2 separate regions of the Mus musculus genome follow, and region 2 is linked to region 1. A link is a contact called in public Hi-C data. All regions are on one chromosome and are shown on one strand. The core of a region is the stretch at or near the end of the contact, and the rest is flanking DNA. Distances in the headings are between cores, read along the strand shown. Region 1 has its middle 86 kb from the start of Phactr1. Region 2 overlaps Phactr1 (phosphatase and actin regulator 1).

Region 1 (7,555 bases), core at 3,509-6,008:
AGAACACCCCAAACCATAAGATGCACCTCTTCGTGTGTCTTGTGTGATATTGTTAGTTTAGTCATTAACCATCTATTCCTTTTTATTAATAGATCTTTGCTTTGCCCCCTACCCTGGTATTTCTTGACTTAATCTGTCATTTGTCTCCAAAGATTAATGTAATATTTCTAGTTGTTTGATATTTTTAATAATAACATCTATAATGTTCCCACATTTGTGATTAATAGAAAGCACCCCACTTTGGGCTTATCCACACCAATGATAATATCAAATGCCCAGGAAAGAAACCACTAAACATGATTTAAATGCCTCTAAGAGCACAGCCAAATTTGGGTGCCAATATTCTCTTTTAGAACAGTAGCTCTTTTATGATTAAAAAAAAAGTACTTTAGCAATAACAAGTTTCAACAGAAGCATGGGTGTGTGGGAGGAAATTGAAAACAGGGACAGGCATAACATTTTATTGTGGGTGGTTCCCCCATCCCGCTCCCCTACATGATGTCAGTTCTGTGCGAACTTAATCGTGGTACATTACCTTCTCTGGGGAGCTTTCTATCTTTCAAAACCCACCTGGTTATTAATGTCAGTTCCCTTTAGAGAGGGAGAAAGAGAGAGAGAGAGAGGAGAGAGGGAGAGAGAGAGAGAGAGAGAGAGAGAGAGAGAGAGAGAGAGAGAGAGAGAGAGAGAGAGAAAGAGAAAGAAGAGTTTGCCATGTTTTTTTGAAAATGTTCAAAGCTATTGGGTTCAAATGAGGCCCTAGTGGAAGTCTGGTCTTGACATTGGCCAGCAAGATTAATTAGCACAGGAGGATGCGCTTCTCTGTGTAGCTCAGCTTTCCAAGGGCTGCAGAACTGTGAACCTACTCCAGAGAGCCAGGGGTGACAACATATCACAGATGCAAAGTCCTGAGGAATAGATCTTCTCATTTTTTAATAAAAAAATGACTACATTTGTGGTCTGTGTGTGTGCCTATGTGTACATGCATGTGCAAGCACAATTTATATTTGTACCTAGTGCATGCCACATTATTTCTCTAACTTAAAGGTCACCTATTCTCTATTACATAATTTCCTATCTGTTGTTAAATCTACTTTAAATTTCAGATATATATTTTCAACTGTAAAATTTTCATTTAGGCTTTCTGCCCCCAGATTTTAGGTGTCTCCTCTATTGCTTTCTTTTTAACTCATGTATGCTTTTTTTTTTACATTCTAAAGCATGGTTGTGACAGCCTCATTGAATTCATTGCTTGCTAATTGAATTCTAGGCCATCTCTCATGGGATCAGAGTCTATACAGTGTCTGATATGGCTGTCTGGGGTTATTTCCCTTCCTGAATAATTTTACATTATCTTTTGAGCCAATGATATATGGTACCAATATTTCATTCAATAATGTCACTTAAAATGCTGTTTTTTCACATTAGTGGTTACATGACTTGGCTAGACATCAACTGCACCATGGCTGACATGCAGCTGGAGACGGAGCTGAAAGCTCTGTCAATTCTTTCCATCTTAACTGGACTGTGATGGATTGTTCTTGTGAATATCACAGTACAGGAGTTAACACAGTGGTTCTCAACCTTCCTAATCCTGTGACCCCTTAACACACGTCCTCATGCTGTGGTGACCCCCAAACCATAAAATTATCTCATCACTACTTCATAACTCTAATTTTGCTACTGTTATGAGTTGTAATCTAAGTATTGATACTAGACCCCCAGGTTGAGAACCACTGACTTAAAAAAATTATTTATTTCATGTATGTGAGTACAGCATAGCTGTACAGATGCTTGTGAGCCTTCATGTGATTGTTGGAAATTGAATTTTAGGACCTCTGCTCGCTCTGGTCAGCCCCGCTAGCTCCAATCAACTCTGTTCACTCAGTCCCAAAGATCTATTTATTATTATACATAAATACACTGTCTTCAGACACATCAGAAGAGGGCGTCAGATCTCATTACAGGTGGTTGTGAGCCACCGTGTGGTTGCTGGGATTTGAACTTTGGACCTTCAGAAGACAGTCAGTGTGCTCTTACCCGCATCAGAAGAGGGCGTCAGATCTCATTACAGGTGGTTGTGAGCCACCGTGTGGTTGCTGGGATTTGAACTTGGGACCTTCAGAAGACAGTCAGTGTGCTCTTACCCGCTGAGCCATCTCGCCAGCCCCAAGAAGCACTGACTTAACAGCTGGTGTGGTCAGGTTTTCGAGGCTAAGCCACCCTGACTATTCTCTTACATCCAGGCTGCTGTGTTCTTCAGCTAATGACCCAGCATATTTGAGTTCAGGTTCTGGCTGCTCAGCAGGGCACAGTCTGTCTTCCCCTTCAGGCTGAAAGCTACGCCAACATAGAAATCCACTTCGTTCTGTTTTCTTTATCCAGTGACTCCCACCTGCCGGTATCAGTCTGATTTTGTCTCTCTTCAGTAGCCTCAGGTACTGGGTTTTTTTCTGTCTAGTCCACAGTTCACGGTAAGGTCAAGTAGAAAAGTCTGGAAGGATTGCCATCTGTGCGTTCTCCACCCAGAGACCGGTGCTAGAGCATTTCTAACATCACAGAGACGCCTCTGCTTCATTCCAGCCAAGGTCTCACGATGACATCAATAACCACAGGTCACTTTTGTCTTAGTCTGGACTTGTATATAGGGAGCCCTACTGTGTGTAGTATTTTGGGCTTAGCTTATTAATTCAGCACGATGCTTTCAAGATCCATGCAGGGTGTATTTTGCGTGTATTTTTGAATGAATAGTGTTCCTTCATATGAATGCATCATGAATCATATATTCATTTCTCATGGACAGGCATTGGTGCCATTTCAGCTTGGGATTATCATGAATATAGTTGTGATATATATTTGTACAAGTCACACTCTTGTGTATATATGGCACAACTTTTCTATGATTAAATATAGTTACTTATTATATGGTGACATGTTGAGCAACAGCTGATTATGTTAAGACTATAATGGAACAGCTGTTATCCTATCCTCTAGGGACTTTGTATCCATTATGCCTTTGTCATGCAAGGCTTTCCTCGTGTGTATGTGGTGACACTGGTGTAAATAAACTACTGTCCACATAAAGGCACAGGGCATGTCGTCACAACACAGTGATATTTGGCAATGATTAAAAATGACTATTTTATGGTTTGTTTGTTTATGATTGTATGTTGTTTCTACTTTAGAGAGTAATCCTGCGACTTGTGAAAAACACATGTTTCCTATAAAATAAGGGTTTGTGTGCTGCTGTCAGTGGCTTCGTCCAGAGTATTATTTGATTGATTGCAGGGACAGACTGTATAGAATACCTGCCCTACCTACATGGTCTGCATCTGCCTAAATGTTCTCTATGGTGTCTTCCCAGTGTCAGCGTCATCAAGATGTACTTTTCTCAGTGAGTGGCACATGAGACTGTGTAGGAGTGGAATTGCTGGAAGTAAGTTCTCCAAAGGGCCTTACTATACACACTATGGCCAGCAGTGCCCGTGTGTTTCTGGTGCTCTGTATCCTTGCCAACACTTGGTATTATCAGAGCTTTTGAATTTGGGCATTGCTGTGAGTAGTCTTCGAAGGCTTATGGCTGGTGATAGTGATGCTAAGTCTTTAGTGTGCTTATAGGTTGCTACTGTACTTCTCTGGGAAATATGTCTATTTAGAATGTTCACTCATATTTATCACATTTTTAAAAAAAATTAGTGGTTTGTAATGACTGTATATTATGTATATGTATATGTCATTGTTTTCTGAGTCTATGATATTTCCATTCACTTTTAAGAGAGATTGCTTTGGTACAGAGCTGTTCCCGTTTAGTTAGCTAGCTTGTTTCTGATGCTGGGAGTTGAACCTAGGTCCCTTGTTTGTACTAGCCAAGTGCTCCACTATTGAACCACACTCTTGACTGTCATATTTGGTTTTTACTTTACTTAAGCCTAACTTTTCTCCCCTTTATAGAAACATTTTATTCTGTCTGAGCCAAGAAATATTTACCTACCCAACTGCTACTTCTAACCCCATCAAAGAGAATACTGATAGGCTCCCAAAATATTTTTTCCCTTTCTTTGATGTATTGAAACTTTATATGCTGCCTTTATCTCCACTGCCAAAACCCTTTTTGAGGTATCATAAACACCTTTTTATTTTTTGTGTGATTTTGGAACTTTGGGCAAGATAGCTGAGAAATTAATGTTTATACTATGACATGCGCGGAAAGGTGCCTAATAGAGATTTGAAAACGTCAATCAACTTGCCTACCCTGTAGCAAACATTGTCTAGAGAAGTTATCCTGTTGGGTGTGTAGCTGTGAATCTACGTGGTGATGCAGTTGGATGAGATGCTGGGACATCACTCTGTGTAGTCGCAGCTGAGGGAAAGGTGGGCTCAGCCCTGACAGATGCCTCGATTCTGCCAAAACAGATGGAGAGGAACCTCACTTCAGCTCTCCCTTCGGAGAAAACAACACTTGAGAAGCAATAGCAAGAACATGAAAAATTAGCATAAAAGACCTTTCCTATATGTCCCTAGCTAATTTTTCCCAGTGCAGCCATCTCCCAGACCCCAAGGGCCGCATTTAGATAAAGTAATAAATGTTACTCCAGATATGCTAGTCCGGTATGTGCCAAATAGGTGATGAAAGTTGGACTTGCCAAGACTGCCTTGCAGTTCACAAAATTGATTTTAAGCAGGTTTGGCAGAGCTGTGCTTTCCCCACGAGAACTGCTTTTTACAGAGTCTATTACGAAAGTGTGTTTGGGGAATGTTTCATAATGAGGCAGACTGTGGCAGGATGTCTATTTCGGATGTCTCAGACTTCACAGTTCCCCATCATGTGGCTTCCCTGGCTATGTATGGTACCTGTTGGCTCTCAGGGAAAGGCTTTACTACCGGAGGTGTTAACATAGCCAGACTCTTAGGTTTTATCTACTTGCATCCTCACTAGAATTGTTTATTCCATTTCTATCTGCTGTCGCCTAAGTCCCAAAGACTCTGAGCCATGGTTAAACGTGAGTGCTTTTGTACTTTATCTCTAGTTTCTAACAGGGGACTGGCGGGCATGGCAGTTTACTAGCTACCATGTAACTAGTCAAGTAGTCTCTGGTGATTCATGCTTTGGATTGTCTATCAACTCAGCCTCTATCTTTCTCCACTGGTTCAAGGGCACTCACACTACAATGTAGCACAGAAGAAGGAAATTCCAGAACGTAAGCCATTGTCAAGAGTAAATAAGTCCCAGTGCAGGGTTTTCCATAAGCAGCGTGATAAGCCTCATGGACATTTCCTGTTGTTGGTCTATGGTCAGCCTTGAGTCACGGGCTTACAATTTGTCATTCTGGTCCAGTCTTGTTCCCTCCAGTGGGAGGTTTAGCTCAATTTCCATGTCCCATTTGGGTGAAACAGGACACAAGGTAACTTTCAGTTTGGTTTAGATAGATAGCCTGATTGGAGAGCTGAGCTAAAAGGCCACCTCCCTTTTCTGTATTTGGGTTCTCATAGAGTAAGCGGCTAAGAGAAGGTTCATAGAAGCCAGACTTGTTAGGAAACAAGAAAACCGCCTAGTTCAGTTCATTTTCACAATTTGTTTTTTGTTTTTTGGGACTGACAGCCTTGAGATGAACAAGTTTCATGACCAAAACCTAGATGTATGCATCTGTCTCTTTTGAGTCTGTTTTATTTACAACCTGAGACTGTCAGAGGTATGAAGAGAAAGCCTGCATTGTTTCAGATAGCATACAATACTGACAATCTTTTCAAAGTTTTACAAAATTACCATGGAAGTGAATTTTATATGTGGATATCAGAAGACGTGATAATGCCTTGGCTTCTTTGCCTCTTCCATTCTCGCAGATACAGCTCAGCAGCACGGTACCCACGCTCGGCTCTCCTCAAGCCCCACTCAAGGCTCTTCCCTCATACTCTTGGAATGTGTGCGTCTCTGGGCTCAAGGACTTTGCTTTTCATCTTTTCTTTACAGAAAGGGTTATTCTTAATGTCCTACCAAGAGCACTTCAATAGAGTCACTGTCCTATCTGAGGAGTGTTGCTGGTTATATTGATAAAAACAAAAGTGTAAAAAAAAACCCTTTGGTTATATTGATAAAGAAGGGTTTACACATGTTTGAAGCCTGCTTTATATAATAGAGTGTCAGCAGTAGTTTTAAACACTAGAAGAAAAAGACACTTTATATTCATAATGTATGTTACAAGTCTTAGAAATTGTCAGCTCTATTTCTGTACAGGGAAATTTTATTCAAGGTGCTTTTTTCAGGGAAAAAAACACTTTCATTGCCTTTAATATTTAATTACAGACTCATATCGCTGGCCTCACATCTGTCACATGTGTGCTAATATGTACGTGTCTATCTATAGCTGAAGATATATATATATATATATATATATATATATATATATATATATATGACTATATATGTATATATATGTAGCATGACTATACAAACACATATATATGTGTGTGAGTGTATATATATATGACTATATATGTATATATATGTAGCATGACTATACAAACACATATATATGTGTGTGAGTGTATATATATATATATATATATATATATATATATATATATACTGTTCTCATGGTATTGTGCATTATAAGTTAACAATGGCTTCCATTATGCAGGAGTTCATGTTCTACAAAGATACCATGTTGTTCTATATGAGGGAATTGAACACCAGGGTGATTTGTTTACTTGTGGGGGCCCTGGAAACAATCCTAGCAATACTAAGGATGGTCTGCTCAACCACACGTGCATGCAATCTACATTAGGATTTTCCACTTTGGAAATTTTTTGTCAATGCTAATCTATAGTTTTGTTCATTAAGAATGAATTCGTTAAGAGTGCCATCAGACACATAGGCACAAATTTAAAACCACCAAGATCAGAATTGGTATATGATTTACTCTTCTTCCATGTAGCCTAAAACTTAATCATCTAACTCGAAAATGTACAGCTTGTATTGGAGGCTACTCTGAGAAAGGAAGCTGCTTAGACAGCAGGGTTCGGAATGATAGAAGTGAAGATTCGTGTTTTGTTTGTCCTGATCACGGACCCAGCACTGGAAGCCCATAGTTATGAAGGGAAAAGGTGAGGAACATTTACAAGAAATCGTTAAGTCTGTCGAGGACCCATTGGTTTCAGAAGTGGAGGCTTACCGAGATCAAGTATTGCTCTGCTGTTGGGGGAGTGATTCTATAGCATACTTCTTGCAGAAGTGAAAGAAGTGCGTGTGGGGGAATAAATGTGTGCATGACAGAAATGGAGAATGGGTGAGTGTAAGATTATGGTAAAATCATTAAGGGAGTAAGAGTAGAGACAGGAAGGGAGACAGACACTAGAGAGGACATAACACTGAGCCTGATCTTTCTTCTTTTCTTCCTTCCTTATGTCTGCTTCCTTTCCTTCTATCCTTTATTTATTTCTCCATCCCTCCCTATCTCCCTCCCTTCCTTTCCCTCCCCTCCCTCCCTTTTCCTACCTTCCTTCCTCCCTTCCACTTCCCTTCCTTTTCCTTCCTTCCTTCCTTCCTTCCTTCCTTCCTTCC
Region 2 (7,555 bases), core at 1,873-4,372, 230 kb before region 1:
CAATAAATTACCGATACTTGCAGGGCTTCTGTTGCTAATCCCTAAGTCAGTGTGATGGCTATAAGCTGCACCAGGACACAGAGCTTCCAGCCCTGCTCTGAGGTGCAGTGGTACACACGACTCTGTCTGTCTGTCTGTCCATCTGGAGCTATGCACAGAACACTAGTGAGATCTCCCTGGCATGAGCCCTGTGGATCATCAGATTCTCAGCCCTAGCTTCATGTTAGAATTCCAGTCAACTTCCTTCACCGTGGGAATATGTCCTAAGGCCTGTAGTGAGTGCCGAATCTATAGATGCCAGCAAATCTTCAACACCCACTTTACTAGCACTGACCCTTAGTTTCCATTGACAACTTGGTGTGTCACTTGGAATCATCCAGGAGACACATCTCTGGGCATGCCTGTGAGGATGTTTTCAGAGAGGTTTAGGTGAGGAGGGCGACCTCACCAGAAGGTGATGTGGAGGGTCACGTCTGCAATCCCAGCATTAGAGAGACTGAGGCAGGCAGACCAAGACTCTGCAGGACAGCTTGGGCCTCATGGTGAGTAGGAGGCCAGCTTACTATCCAGAGAAAGACCCTGTCTGAAGATAGAAAAGCATTTGAGAACAAGAGGAAGCTGAATTCCTCTGGGGTAACACTCAAAGAAATAGTACCTGGTTACTTCCCAGACAGAAGAACTTTGCGGTGACAACATGGCCTGGCAAAAAGGTTAATGAACAATGCAAAAACTTGAAGCCTCTGGCTACATGGCAGCAAACGGCTCATCTTCTTTCTCAGGTTTGAAGTGTAGTAGTTGAAATAACAGCCAGAGGCTTTTCTTACTGTGTAGCTTTATCACCTTGCTTTCTAATTGCACGTGTTTGCAGTTTTAGGGCCCCCGGGAAGTACTCACTGAAAGAAATTAGCAATTTGTAGGGGCTGTTAGAAGTGAACGCAGTTGTTCACATGCAATACCAAAGCCAGCCACGAGATGGCGGTAGAGCTTAAAAGGTGAGCGGGGTGTGGAGGCTTCTACAGGAATGTATCCCTTTGCCCTGTAGGCTACCACTCAGGCGAGCAAATTGGGTAGATATGTTATTGTTACCCGGAGGCATCTTCTCTTGTGCCTGTCAGGTGAAGGGTGCCACTGGTCTCAAGTAGATATAATTGGGGTTCTAGAATGTTCTTTGCCTTGAACGTCGGGACTGGTTTGGTGAGTCTGGAGGCTCATGGGAGTCCTCTAGCCATCTTCCTGGGAGGGGAGGCCCTGAGCTGTTTGGCCAGAGAGGGGAGTATCTGAGCAAGGATGGGAGAAAACACGTGGGCTTTGGCCAGCGTGAAGAGAAAGGCACGTAGGAATTGGCTGAAAACAGTAAGTGCCCAAACATGTGGCTCAAAAGTACAACAGGCTACATGAGAGGCCTGGGAAGGGGCCCCCAATACAACTTTTAAGTCCCCTCTTCTCCACGGAGCCATCTTGCATGCCTGGAACCCCCCTATAGACTAAGTGTTCACTTACAACGCATTTATTTTGCTGCCCGTGACCTTCTGGCCCCCTCTGCTGTGATTACCCCAGCTCATTTTTTGTGGAGATTCTGCAGATGTCCGGAGAGAGGATGAACTTCAAGCCCCATGAAAACAAAACCACAACCCTGTTACTTAGCACAGGCTGGCCTTGAACTGGAACTCCCCCCTGCCCTTGTCTCCAGGGTGCTGGGGCTGCAGACGTGCACTACCTCAGATAAAAGCATGCCGAGAGATGACAGCAGAGTCTGTGGCCATTGTTATCCCCCTACGCATCCTCCCTCTCCCTCCTCCTCTCTTCGTCCCTCCTCCGCCTCGCTCCGATTTTAGTTTCTCAGCCCACATTGCACTGTTTGTCTGTTATAAAACAGCCGCTGGAGCCACAGGGCCTTGTCTGGCTCAGCGAGGAGCTATGTACACCCCTTTCACCTCTCAAGGTCCTGGACTCTGCTTCTAGCTGAGTTTTAACTGCCTGACATTCCAGTTCCCTGCAGCCAAGCATGGTACTAAAGTATGAAATGCAAAGTTCTAGAAAGGGTGCTTAAGCTTTAAATAACTTCCGGTTTCGCTGAACAATCATGTGACCTGTAAAATGGATGACACTCCTCACGTTATTCACCCCCACCCCTCGCCCACATGTTCCATGTGCTGTTAGAGCAGCTGAGAGTCCTGAGCCTGGCAAATGGCTTGTTCAGGCAGGGTGAGTGAAAGGTTAGACAAGAATATGTCAAAAGAGCCCCCTTTTTCCATTCTCCAGTTGATGGACGTCTATGCTGTTTCCAATTTCCGGCTTTGAAGAAGGGAACTACAATGAATATGGATGACCAAGTGCAAAACACATCTTTTTAAAGGTTCCCTTGAAAAGCAGGTAAAACAAGGACGTAGCTGCCTGATTTAGAAAAATTCTTCTCGAGCTTTTATTTCAAGGAATGAAGATAGGGTTTCTATCGGCCATCAAGAAATAGTATTGGAAGGTGGGGGGTGGGGTGAATGGGGTCGTCGCTTACTCTGCAAGCGTGTGTGTGTGTGTGTGTGTGTGTGTGTGTGTGTGTGTGTGTGTGTATGCAGGTTCAGATACTCAGCACCTTCGCTAAACACCAGCTCAGTCACACAGGTCTGCAACGCCAACTCTGGGGCACAGAGACAGGAGGATGCCAGTCTAGCTGAAGCAGTGAGCGCCAGGTTCAGTGAACAAGCCGGTTGAAGCATAAGGCAAAGAGAGGTAGAGGAAGACACTGTGAGGTTGACCTCTCGTCTCTCTGCGGGCAGGCATACGTGAGCATGCACATGTACACATGTACTCACCCCTCCCCTGCTACACATAAGAAAAAAAAGAACTGAGCCTCAGTGTGGGCCATACATCACTATCAGCAGTTGGGCTGCAGCAGCAGATAGGCAGTCCCATCAGGCCTTCGTGAGGGAGTGGGAGGTGGGGGGCAGGTAGTGGATAATACACAAGTTACAGTCGGGAACGGGAGTGAGCTCTGGCTTTTCTGGCTGCACAGATAGGGAGAGGTGACCCGATCGTCATTTGCAGGGACGATTGGCTGTGATTAACAATAGGGCACTGTGTATTTCAAAACTGCTGCCAAGAGAACTCTGGATGTTCTCAGCACAAACAAATGCCTCGTGTGAGGAGCTGAATGCTCCCACGACCCTGGCATGACAGTCACAGTGTGTCTGTGTACCACTGCCGCAGATGGCAGCCTGCAAGTACAGGCCAACCCAAACTAAATGAAAACAAATAAACCCCAGAACATGGAATAGCCAAGAGGTTACGGGGTGTGGGGAGAGGGTATTAAAGACAACTAAAGGGGGTTGAAGGACTGAAAGTATGGCGGGTAGTTTTAATTTTCAAAGCCAGTGATTTACATATGCCTCATTTTGAAGGTGAGGTCTTACAGATTTCTGAAGTGGAGTGGAGGTGTTAGCTCGATAGTTCTCTCTCTTTCTCCCTCTGGGGGAAGATCGCCCTAGTCAGTGAAGGAAGGCCTCTAACAGGGAATAAGTTTGTCCTGGGGATGAGGAAGTAATGAGAAGGGAGGTTGGCGAGAGGCAAGAAATTGCACGAATCAAGTTATAGGTCAAGTATGACCCCGTGCATGAAGGCAAGGGCTGGGGTTTTTCCTCTTTTTCTTTTTCTCTTTCTCTTTCTCTTTCTCTTTCTCTTTCTCTTTCTCTTTCTCATTCTCTTTCTCTTTCTCTTTCTCTTTCTTTCTCTTTCTTTCTCTTTCTCTTTCTCCTTCTCCTTCTCCTTCTCCTTCTCCTTCTCCTTCTCCTCTTTCTCTTTCTCTTTCTCTTTCTCTTTCTCTTTCTCTTTCTCTTTCTCTTTCTTTCTTTCTTTTTTTTTTTTTTTTTTTCCGAGACAGGGTTTCTCTGTATAGCCCTGGCTGTTCTGGAACTCACTTTGTAGACCAGGCTGACTTCGAACTCAGAAATCCACCTGTCTCTGCCTCCCAAGTGCTGGGATTAAAGTGGAGAAAGAGGAACGCTCCTCCATTGTTGGTGGGATTGCAAGCTTGTACAACCACTCTGGAAATCAGTCTGGCGGTTCCTCAGAAAATTGGACATAGTACTACCGAAAGATCCAGCAATACCTCTTCTGGGCATATATCCAGAAGATGCCCCAACCGGTAAGAAGGACAAATGCTCCACTATGTTCATAGCAGCCTTATTTATAATAGCCAGAAGCTGGAAAGAACCCAGATACCCCTCAACAGAGGAATGGATACAGAAAATGTGGTACATTTACACAATGGAGTACTACTCAGCTATTAAAAAGAATGAATTTATGAAATTCCTAGCCAAATGGATGGACCTGGAGGGCATAATCCTGAGTGAGGTAACCCAATCACAAAGGAACTCTCACAATATGTACTCACTGATAAGTGGATATTAGCCCAGAAACTTAGGATACCCAAGATATAAGATACAATTTGCTAAACACATTAAACTCAAGAGAACAAAGACCAAAGTGTGGACACTTTGCCCCTTCTTAGAATAGGAAACAAAACACCCATGGAAGGAATTACAGAGACAAAATTTGGAAGTGTGACGAAAGGATGGACCATCTAGTGATTGCTGTATCCAGAGATCCATCCCATGATCAGCTTCCAAACGTTGACACCATTGCATACACTAGCAAGATTTTGCTGAAAGGACCCAGATATAGCTGTCTCTTGTGAGACTATGCCAGGGCCTAACAAACACAGAAGTGAATGCTCACAGTCAGCTATTGAATGGACCACAGGGCCCCCAATGGAGGAACTAGAGAAAGCACCCAAGGAACTAAAGGGAACTGCAGCCCTATAGGTGGAACAACAATATGAACTAAGCAGTACCCCGGAGCTCTTGTCTCTAGCTGCATATGTATCAAAAGATGGCCTAGTCGGCCATCACTGCAAAGAGAGGCCCATTGGACTTGCAAACTTTATATGCCCCAGTACAGGGGAACGCCAGGGCCAAAAAGGGGGAGTGGGTGGGTAGGGGAGTGGGGGGAGGTGGGTATGGGGGACTTTTGGTATAGCATTGGAAATGTAAATGAGCTAAATGCCTAATAAAAAATGGGAAAAAAAAAAAAAAAAAGGCGTGCGCCAAGTGAAACCTGTTACTTCAAGGTTGCTGGGCGAATAGAGGTGAAAGTCTCCCTCTGGTGGTGGATCTGGGAAATGCAGGGGGCAGGAGCACAGCGGTTGCCGGTGAGGACCGTGGCAAGATGGCCGTGGTCCTGGTGCAGGAGAGAAAATGCTTGCAAGACCTCAGGCAGCCCAGCGCCAACCCAGCCCCGGCAGTTTCAGGGTACTTGGAAAACGGAGCCTCAGAAGATTTTTCTATTGTAATAAAGCTTTGATCACATCTTTCATTTACCTCATTTTTTAAAATAAATGAGTTTATGAGCTCAGGACTTGAAGTGTGGAAGGTTGCACCCGGTTGAAGGAAGGTGGCTTTGCCTATCAGCCGACACTTATTGATGCCATGTATGGTCGTAGGGCACAAACATTTGAGTGAACTCACAGAAGCCCTTTAGCTTTGTTCTTGCATGGGAAAGGGTTAGAACCCGGTGCCAGGCACAAGTATCCTACACCGTTTACATTTGTGATTCTCCCAGCATGCCGTGCATAATGTGTTTATCATTCTGCCATTTACAAGGACAGATGGGGGCCTCCTCACCAGCCCAGTAATCTAACTGAGGGACATTTAAGGCACCCCGCCCCTACCCTGCCCCCTCCCTCGCCTCTGGGAGGAGTGTGTCTCTACCTGTGGAGGTTTGAAGGAAAAATGTTCCGTCAAATAATCTCAGGCCTTTGAATGCTTGGTCCCCAGTTGGTGACACTGTTTTGGGAGGTGTGTGTGTTGCAGCCTTGCTGGAGGGAGAGTGTCGCTAGGGGGCAGGATGGGGGTTGCTTTGAGATTAAAAGCCATATGCTTGCCTTGGAAGATGTGAACTCTCTGTTTTCCACCCTTGCTACCGTGTCTGTCGCTTGCTGCCATGGCTCACCACCATTCTTACCCCCCTAAAACATAAGCCCCACCCCCCAGCCCATCCTTCTCTAGGTCGCCTTAATCCTGGTGTTTTCTCACAAGACAGAAAAGTAAGTTTGACCTTCAGTGTTGGAACCAGTATTAGATAACTCGACACCCCAGGGTGTGCTGTGCACTACTCTGAATTAGAAGCAATTCAAGGCAGTGCACATCTCAAACCAGACACCTGTGGGATGAGTTCCAAGGTTAGGAGACATGGCACTGAACCACAGCTGACCACCAAGTCCCCGGGCAACACATTATAAGTTGAGGGTTTAGAATTTATGTTAGCTATGACCTGTCAACTTAGGTATAGTTTTAGGGTTTCAAGAGTATTTCTGTTAAATGATATGTACAGTATCAATTGGGTACCACTTTGTGTCGCTGTGACAGGGTATCCGAGGGTAGATGATTTACAAAGAAGAGAGAAATTTCTTTCTTAGAGTTTCGGAGGCTGGGCAAGTTCAAGATCAAGTGTCTACAGTTTGGGTGTCTAGGAGCTTCACGGGAGGGACAGAAAGACGCAGAGGGCCTGATATAGGTTGTATATTAGGCCTTTCATGAGGTAGTCACCCACTTACAAGACAGAGGTTTCCCCAAAGGAGCCTCCTAGTAACACACTGGTGTGGGGCGGGGAGAGGGGGAAGGAATTAACATGGGGGGGGGCATTCAGACCATAGCACTGTTCATCTTGTGATTAAGAATAGTGCTGTCCTTAGAGAAATGCCTGGCACACAGTAGGTTATTTGAATGAGAGTGTCCCCCATAGACTCCTAAGTTTGAATGCCTGGTCCCCAGTTAGTGGAACTAGGGGAACTATTTGGGAAGGATTTGGAAGCTGGAGGGGGCGGGGCCAATGAGGATGGCTTTAAGGGTTTAAATCCCACCCCAGGCCCAGCTCCCCTCCTCCTGCAGATTAGGGTACAGATCTCTTAGCTCCTGCTCCAGCACTAAGCCTATCTGATGACACTGACTAATCCTCTCTAACTGTAAGCAAGCCCCCTAGTCAACTCTTTTCATTTTTAAGAATTGTCCTGGTCTTCACAGCAGCAGAGCAGTGGCTGAGACAGCTTGTTAGGCGTTTGTTGAAAGCAGATGACAAGTGAACACATGAATAAAGAAAACAGCAAAGCACTAGCATCATGCTATTATCATCCAGGGCTTCTCCCTGGGAGGATGTCCCCTGGATAGACACTGTTAGGTGCTAAGGTCCCTCACAGAGCAGATGGAGGGCTATGGATGCTTCACCTAGCAGGCAGGCTTTTAATTAGCTAGGAAGTTTCAGAAAAAGTCAGAGCAGAAGCACATGAGCTGCCTTCCAAGGGTATGAGGAGGAGCAGAAAGCAGCAGGGCACCAGGCCTTTGGTGCTGAAATGAACCTCTGACTCAATTATAAAACTGAAGGGAAAGGAGGGCTGGAATAGGGGAGGAGGGAAAGAGAAAGTTAGGAAGAGGAGGAGGAAGAGGAGGAGGGAGAAGAGGAGGTGGAAGAGAAGGAGGAGAAGGGAGAGGAGGAGAGGAACGAGGAG

What was found. A called contact is a pair of places that touch in the nucleus more often than the background predicts.
Region 2: a Hi-C map of Sertoli cells shows a contact between it and region 1, with 7 times the contacts expected there. The contact joins two enhancer-like sites. A contact is called at or near these places in 5 of 484 Hi-C or Micro-C datasets (the HL-1 cell line, Sertoli cells, cortical neurons and 1 more), 2 of 115 datasets of contacts at active chromatin or transcription factors (embryonic basal ganglia and embryonic stem cells) and 1 of 9 other capture datasets (embryonic stem cells).

Annotation. Positions count from the first base shown.
Region 1 is chr13:42,590,839-42,598,393 of GRCm38.p6, reverse strand. No RefSeq gene overlaps it. Among named protein-coding and RNA genes, the nearest start is that of Phactr1, 86 kb to the left of the region's middle. Within about 2 kb of position 4,758, at least 18 of the 459 cell types and tissues checked have an H3K27ac peak or open chromatin away from gene starts, as enhancers often do. A contact at or near this core is called in Sertoli cells and cortical neurons, where this site is marked.
Region 2 is chr13:42,816,193-42,823,747 of GRCm38.p6, reverse strand. The region is part of intron 3 of Phactr1 (phosphatase and actin regulator 1); the gene reads right to left. Among named protein-coding and RNA genes, the nearest start is that of Phactr1, 140 kb to the right of the region's middle. Within about 2 kb of position 3,122, at least 54 of the 459 cell types and tissues checked have an H3K27ac peak or open chromatin away from gene starts, as enhancers often do. A contact at or near this core is called in Sertoli cells and cortical neurons, where this site is marked.